2 separate regions of the Pan troglodytes genome follow, and region 1 is linked to region 2. The links are chromatin contacts, called in public HiChIP or PLAC-seq maps. All regions are on one chromosome and are shown on one strand. The core of a region is the stretch at or near the end of the contact, and the rest is flanking DNA. Distances in the headings are between cores, read along the strand shown.

Evidence for each region. HiChIP or PLAC-seq counts read pairs in DNA pulled down with a chosen protein or histone mark.
Region 1: an H3K4me3 HiChIP or PLAC-seq map of stem cell-derived excitatory neurons shows a contact between it and region 2, with 7 times the contacts expected there. The contact joins the promoter of LOC134810812 here to the promoter of MCPH1 in region 2. A contact is called at or near these places in 2 of 7 Hi-C or Micro-C datasets (blood and induced pluripotent stem cells) and 1 of 1 datasets of contacts at active chromatin or transcription factors (stem cell-derived excitatory neurons).

Annotation. Positions count from the first base shown.
Region 1 is chr7:13,795,282-13,798,646 of NHGRI_mPanTro3-v2.0_pri, forward strand. LOC134810812 reads left to right here and starts at 2,056. Exons shown (of 4, transcript XM_063816860.1): 1 at 2,056-2,301.
Region 2 is chr7:13,420,910-13,424,417 of NHGRI_mPanTro3-v2.0_pri, forward strand. It overlaps MCPH1 (microcephalin 1), which reads left to right and starts at 1,939. Exons shown (of 14, transcript NM_001009010.2): 1 at 1,939-1,960. The coding sequence starts at 1,939.

The DNA of each region.
Region 1 (3,365 bases), core at 806-3,305, 370 kb after region 2:
AGATGGATTTGGGGTGAGCCGTGAGTAGGCTATTATCCACTGCACTTGAGGTGTGAACCTCCTGGTCCCCCTCAGCAGGTCCTGGCTTGTTCATGGAATGGAGGAGTCTGGGAAGGCGCTGAGAGGCATCCGCTAGGGAGCCTGTTCCACCTGGGAGCTCGGACCCTGGCAGGAGCCCTTGCGGAAGTCCAGGGAGCCCCTGGCTGTCCCCTCTCATGACACTCAAAATCTGCCAGAGCCTGCAGCCCAGCCCTGCCCAGCACCCTCTTATGGCACTCATAAACCTGCCCAAACCTGCAGCCCAGCCCTGCCCAGCACCCTCTTATGGCACTCAAAACCTGCCCAAGCCTGCAGCCCAGCCTTGCCTGGCAGAGCCCAATCCACAGATCTTCCTGCCCTCAAGCTGCCAGTTAACAAGTTAGCCCTGTTTTCCAGGGTCTGAAGCTGTTCAGCAGAAGTAAAAAGGCCTTTAGGCTGAGGCTGACCGAGCAAACATGTGCAAAACACATCCCTGTGCCAGGTGGTTCTGGGGTCATGGAGATTGTTACGGGCTGGATTCGGTCCTCCTAAAATTCTTCTGTTGAAGTCCTAACCCCTAATACTCAGAAGGTGACTGTATTTGGAGATATGACTTTAAAGAGGTAATTAAGGTAAAACGAGGTCATTACATGGCCCTAATCCAATCTGACTGGGTCCTTACACATGGAGGAGATTTAGGACGAGGATACACCTGGGGGACAATCCTGTAAGGACACAGGGAGAACACACGTCTAGGGGCCAAGGAGAGAGGCTTCAGGACAAACCAGCCCTGCCAATACCTTCTACTCTCCAGAACTGTGGGAAAATCAATTTCTATTGTTTGAGTCACGCACTCTGTGATATTTGTTATCGCAGCCCAAGCAAACTCATAAAGAGATTGATACGAAATCACCCCTAAGCTCTGAGAATCACTGTGTAGCAGGAGATGCCAACACATAAGACGTGACGTGTTCCGTCGGGAAAGTCACACACCTCTCCTCTGACCACTCCACTCCCCACTCTGGAGGCGGGTGGGGCCTTTGGCTTTTGGTGAGGCCCCTCTGGTGTCTCTGCCCACGGAGCTCCCTCCACACCTGTATTCAGGCCCCAGCTCAGGAAGCTTCCCAGGAGAGTCAAGTACACACTAAGCCTGTGCCAGACAGAAGTATATTAAGACAACCTCGATGCTTTAAATCTCCCCTCCCTGCTACAGTTACTGTGATCTATACGCCTCTTACGTCTGACATTCTCAAAGCAACTCGGTGCGTGTCCATCTGTCTAGAGAGCTCTTAAAAGGCATAAGAGCAGAACGATCACCAGCGATTCCGCAGGCACGTTCTCACAGGGACGTTAGTAACAGCTGAATTAAATGCTTTTTGAATGAGTGATGTATTGGATGCATTTGTTATTATTTTACTCTATGAGCTATAAAGAAAGATTGATGACACCTAAACTCTTGGGCAGGATCCCCTTTTCCTTGCTCTGTAATGCACTTCCCCTGGCAAACTCCTACTCACTTCTCAAAACCCAACCCGAGGGTTTGTCTTTCTGAAGGCTACGCTGTCTCCACAAGCTGAGCTGATCAGCTCATCCTTAGAACAATCACTTGTTAAACCCAATGACAAGGGTGCGATGGGCTATGTGTGTCCCACCCCTAATTCACACACTGAAGCCCTCACCCCTAATGTGATGGGATTTGGAGGCGGGTCCTTTGGGAGGTGATTAGGTTTAGATGAGGTTGTGAAGGTGGTGTACGAAGCCATTCTTCAGTGTTCTAAAGAAATACCTGAGATTGGGTAATTTATAAAGAAACTAGGTTGGCTTGGCTCACTGTCCTGCAGGCTGAGCAAACATGGCGCTTGCATGTGCTCAGTTTCTGGGGAGGTCTCAGGGAGTTTTACTCATGGTGGAAGGTGAAGTGAGAACAGGCACGTCACATGGTGAAAGCAGAAGCAAGAGAGAAGGAGGAGGTGCCACACACTTTTCACAACCGGATCTCGCAAGTACCTGCTCACTATGCAAGGTCAGCACCAAATCATAAGGGATCTGTCCCTATGGCCCCCACACCTCCCACCAGGCCCCACCTCCAACACTGGGCATCACAATTCAACATGAGACTTAGAGGGGGCAACATACAAACTGTATCAGGTGGAGCCCCATGACGGGACTAGTGCCCTCAGGAAGAGGAAGAGATTCCAGAACTTTCTCTCTGTGTCACTTGAGGACACGGCCGGAAGGCAGCCCTGCCTGGACCTTGAAGCTGGACTTCCAGCCTCCAGAACTGTAAGACATAAACGTCTGCCGTTGAAGGGGCTCAGCTTGTGGTGTGGGATTGTGGTAGCCCTAGTGAGGCACTGGCCTGTTACATGGAAACTTCTGGAGCTAAGGGGCTTTCACCTTTGCACCCAGCACCTGGTCAGAGCTTGGACATCCTCTCCTAAAGATTTCCCTAAGCTTGGGTTGAATTAATGAGCTGCCCAGATGCTACAGACCATGTCTGAGAGCCTGAAGCAGCTGAGGAGGTTGTGTTATTTAAACTGGGGCTTGATTGTTTCAGTTCATTTCACTCTAGAGGCAGGAAAAACAATGACAGGTAAGGCCTCTCACCCCGCTGTTTTAGGGAGTGAGGCAAAGCAACCACACCTGACTTGACAAGAAGACCATTCTCAAAGGTGATCAAAATAGACTTAGGGAAGCAGGCCTGTGGTTCCTTGACGCTCCTCCCAGGCCTTCCTGTTTGTCCCAGCCACCAGCATCCTGCAGGTACCGAGAGGGTGGATGTGGACTCACTGCTCGCAGGCCGCCGGCCTGCTAGCCCAGTGTCCCAAGTCAAAAGTCATAGCGACATGCCGGAAAGACAGTTTCCACAGGACGAGTGGAAAAGGGGGCGTCTCTTCTGCCCATCAAAGGGTGCATCCACCTGTGGTATTAAAGGATTTACAACTGGCCTCAGAAACGCTGCCGGAGCTGCTCCTTGGGGTCTGTCCGATGGGAAGAGGCCCCTCCTGTGGCTCCCCAGGTGGTAAACAGCTCCAGCTTCCTAAGGGGGTGTGGAGCAGCCCAAAGGCCACACTGATTAAAAAAAAAAAAAAAAAGCCCCATTTCCGATCCGGAGCTCTTGGGTAGAAAGTGACTCCATGTGCCAGTCTGGGCACCAGAGTGAGACCTCACCTCTACTAAAAGTAAAATAAAAATGAGCTGGGTGTGGGGGCTCACCCCTGTAGTGTCAGCTACGAGGCTGAGGCAGGAGAATCGCTTGAGCCCTGGAGGTAGAGACTGCAGTGAGCTGAGATGGCACCACTGCGCTCCAGCCTCAGGGACAGAGAGAGAACCTGTTTCCCTCTTAC
Region 2 (3,508 bases), core at 689-3,188:
AAATAAAAATAAAGTTGTAGGACATAAACTACCTGATTTCATCACTTATTTATATAGCTACAATAATCAAAACAGCATGGTGCTGGCAGCAAAAAGACAAATAGCTCGATGGAACACAATAGGAAGCCTAAAATGAAACACATACATATGCAACACAGATTTTGATGTAACCACAAAGGAAATGCAGTAGAGACAAAAACAACTTTTTAACAAATGATGCTGGAACATTTGGATATGTATACATGCAAAAAAATGAACTTTGGTCCCTATCCCATACCGTATACAAAAATTAATTAAAAGCAGATCTTATCCTTTGAGTCCAGGAGGTTGAGGCTGCAGTGAGCTGTGATTACACCACTGCATTCCAGCCTGGGCAACGGAGTGAGACCCTGCCTGGAGAAAAAAAAAAAAAAAAAGTAGAACCTAGACCTAATATACAACCTAAAACAGTAATATTTCTAGAAGAAATCCTAGGAGAAAATATCTGTGATCGTGGAGCTGAAGAATCTATCAAATACCAGACTTTTTTCACCACCTTGACCAAAAGTAATTGGTTTATATACTTCATCATATCATTTAATTCTAAATCTACAGAGATCAATGTCACTTTCTCAGTAAAAGTACGTGAGTCTTCAATGATGCCCTGAACTCACACTCCCAAGTAAACCATAACACCATATTTCCAGAGTAGAGTTTATTAGAACAATAACTGGTGATAATGATAAATATTGATCAAAGACTGAGCCTAGGAAGTGGGTTTTTTGAGGCTGCATATACTCAAGGCAATTCTTCAGAACCAGAGGGCTCATTGGATCCTATTAAAAGCTGAGAGTGAATGAATAAACAGATGAAACAGAGACCTGAGTAGACGGTAGTTGATATTCTTGTACATGTATTCTACCTCTAGATTCCATAGAAAGAACTAAAAGTACATGAATTTCACTACCAACATCTCCATCAGTTACCAGCTGTATCACCTTGGATCAGTCAGGTAACCTCCCGCGAATCTGGTTGCTTCTGGGGGCAGGGGATCCGCGGGCTGCAGGTTTGAGCCTGGGAGCCGGCAGGGTGGAGCAGCTGGAGGGCCAAGCCTTTGAGCTCCGGGGGGGTGGCCGGGACAGTGGGTAGTGCCAGCCGATCGGCGTCCTGGGGATTGCCTGAATGTGAGGTCTGGGTTCACCCCGCGGTGACCTGAGTCCTGGGATGCCCCTACAGGGATTTGCTGCCTCAGGGATCCGAAGTCTCTTTCACTCCCTTACTGGGGATTTGAGGTCTGGAGGTCCTCCTGCGGGGGTCTGAGATCTCGGGGTCACCCTGTGGGGGTCTGAAGCCTCGGGGTCCCCGCGTGGGGTCTGAGGTATCAGAGTCCCCTCCGTTGGGTCTGAGGTCTCGGGGTCCCCCATCCCCGGGATCGGAGGTCCGGCTCCCCGGAGCAGGCAGGGCGGTGCGTCTGGCCCTGAACAGTAACGTGGCGCACCAGCCCCAGGTGGTGTCGGGCTAGGGGCCATAACGGTGCCGAAAGTCCGCACAAAGCGTTCCGCTGGGGTCCCGCAGCGCCCGCGAAGCAATGACTGTGCCCCCTCCCCTTCCTGATCCTCAGCTCAGGTGAGCCCAGATGAGGCGCCGGGTAGCTTCTAAGTCACTAATGGAAATAGAAGGCTAATTCAGGGGTTAGGGGCCGTCGTCCTCGTTACTCCCAGGAGAAGAGAAAAACCCACGGCCCAGCAGCCAGAGGCGCGGCGAGGCGGAATCGGGCCCCCTCCCCGGGAGCTCAGCTCCCTCCAGCCTCCCGCCTCACCTACAGAGAAATCCCGGAAACGCGGATTCAGCGGAGCGCGGTGACGGCGGCGCGCACACCCCGCGCATGCCCAGTGCCCGCCCGCGCCGCCAGGCTCGCAAGCACCGCGTAGAGCAGCTGGCCGGATCCCGCCGTCTGTCATGGCGGCCCCCATCCTGAAAGGTGAGGTACTTCCTGCTGCCTGCTCCAGCAGCGGGAGTTTGAGGACCGGCACCCCTCGTCGCTGGCGCACTCGGGGGATCCCGTGGGAGGAGCCCCGCTCGCCCCTCCCTCGATGCCTATCTCCCCCAGACCCCCTGCCGCCTCCTTCCTCCCCTGCTGCCTGTCCCACCAAAACCCCCTGCTGCCTGCTCTCTCCCCCGCTGCCTGTCCCAAAACCCCCGGCTGCCTGCTTCCTCTCCCGTGCTCCCTGTCCCCCCAAACCCCCGACTGCCTGCTTCCTCCCCCGTACTGCTTGTCCCCCAACCCCCGTGCTGCTAGTTTCCCTCAATCCCCCGCTGCCTGCTCCCTCCCCCATGCTCCCTGTCCCCCAAATCCCGCCTTCCCCCTACCTGCTTTCACCCCTGCTGCCTTAGTCCCTGAATCTGGGGCTCACTCGCAGGCAGAGTCCTGCCCTCCGGAAGTTGGTGTGGGGCCCTCCTGGGTCTGGTCCTGTTCGACCCCCTCTGAGGCCCACCTGGAGGGGCGGCAGTTGAGTTTCTATGCTAATTGTTCCAATAATAGGAGCCGCCTTTTACTGCGGAGTCTTTGTGTGCCAGGCGCTCTGCTTAGGCTAGTGTGGTATTGTCTGATTTTTTTAACCACACTATCAACTCTCTTACATCATTTTACAGGGGGAAACTAAGGCATTGGACGTTTAGGTGACTCTCCCCGTGTGTGGCTAGTCAGTGCTGACAGGGCCTTAGACCGGAGCTGCTGTCCTAACCAGTATATCATACCGCACGCAGTCCCACCCTCTGTGCACCTGGAAGAGCCCAGGAGAGGGGAATAGCGGACACGTGTCTTGTAGAGTTTGACCGTGAGAAAAAAGGGGCCTGTATTGTGGGGCCTGGAATCATAAAACCTCATAGCCAAAAGTAAAGGCTGGAGGCTTTATACAAACTCTGTAATCAGATGTGGCTATTTTTCTAATGTTAGTATTTTGTTAAATTAACCTGGTTTTCTTTTAGCGTTACCCGCAATCATTGACCAATGGCACACCTGGAAAATTCTTTTAAACATCAGGTTTTGAGAAGAGCATATCCACTAGAACAGGGGTCCACTGACTGTGCCCCCCAGGCCATATCTAGCCTGCTGCCTGTTTTTGTAGGGTCTACGAGCTAAGAATGTCTTTTACATTTTTAAGTGATTTTAAAAAAAGGACAAATGAAAAATTATATCACATTCACATTTCCTTCTCCATAAATAAAGTTTTATTGGAACACAGGCTGGCCCGTTAATATATTACCTATGGTTATGTTTGTGCCACATCCATGAAGTTCAGTAGTTGTGACAAATACTATATTGGCCACAAAGCCTGAAATATTTACCATCTGTCCCTTTACAGAAAATAGACTTCTGCACTGGAAAAATTAAGCCTAAGAATTTGGGGAAAGCAACTTATTTTAGGAATGTAAACTGTCATGTATTGTATGGGTACAGTTGTTCTTTGCTTAAAATTTTAATAAATTCCACTGAAGCTATTTTGAAAAGGCTTGCAGTAGAAATTTA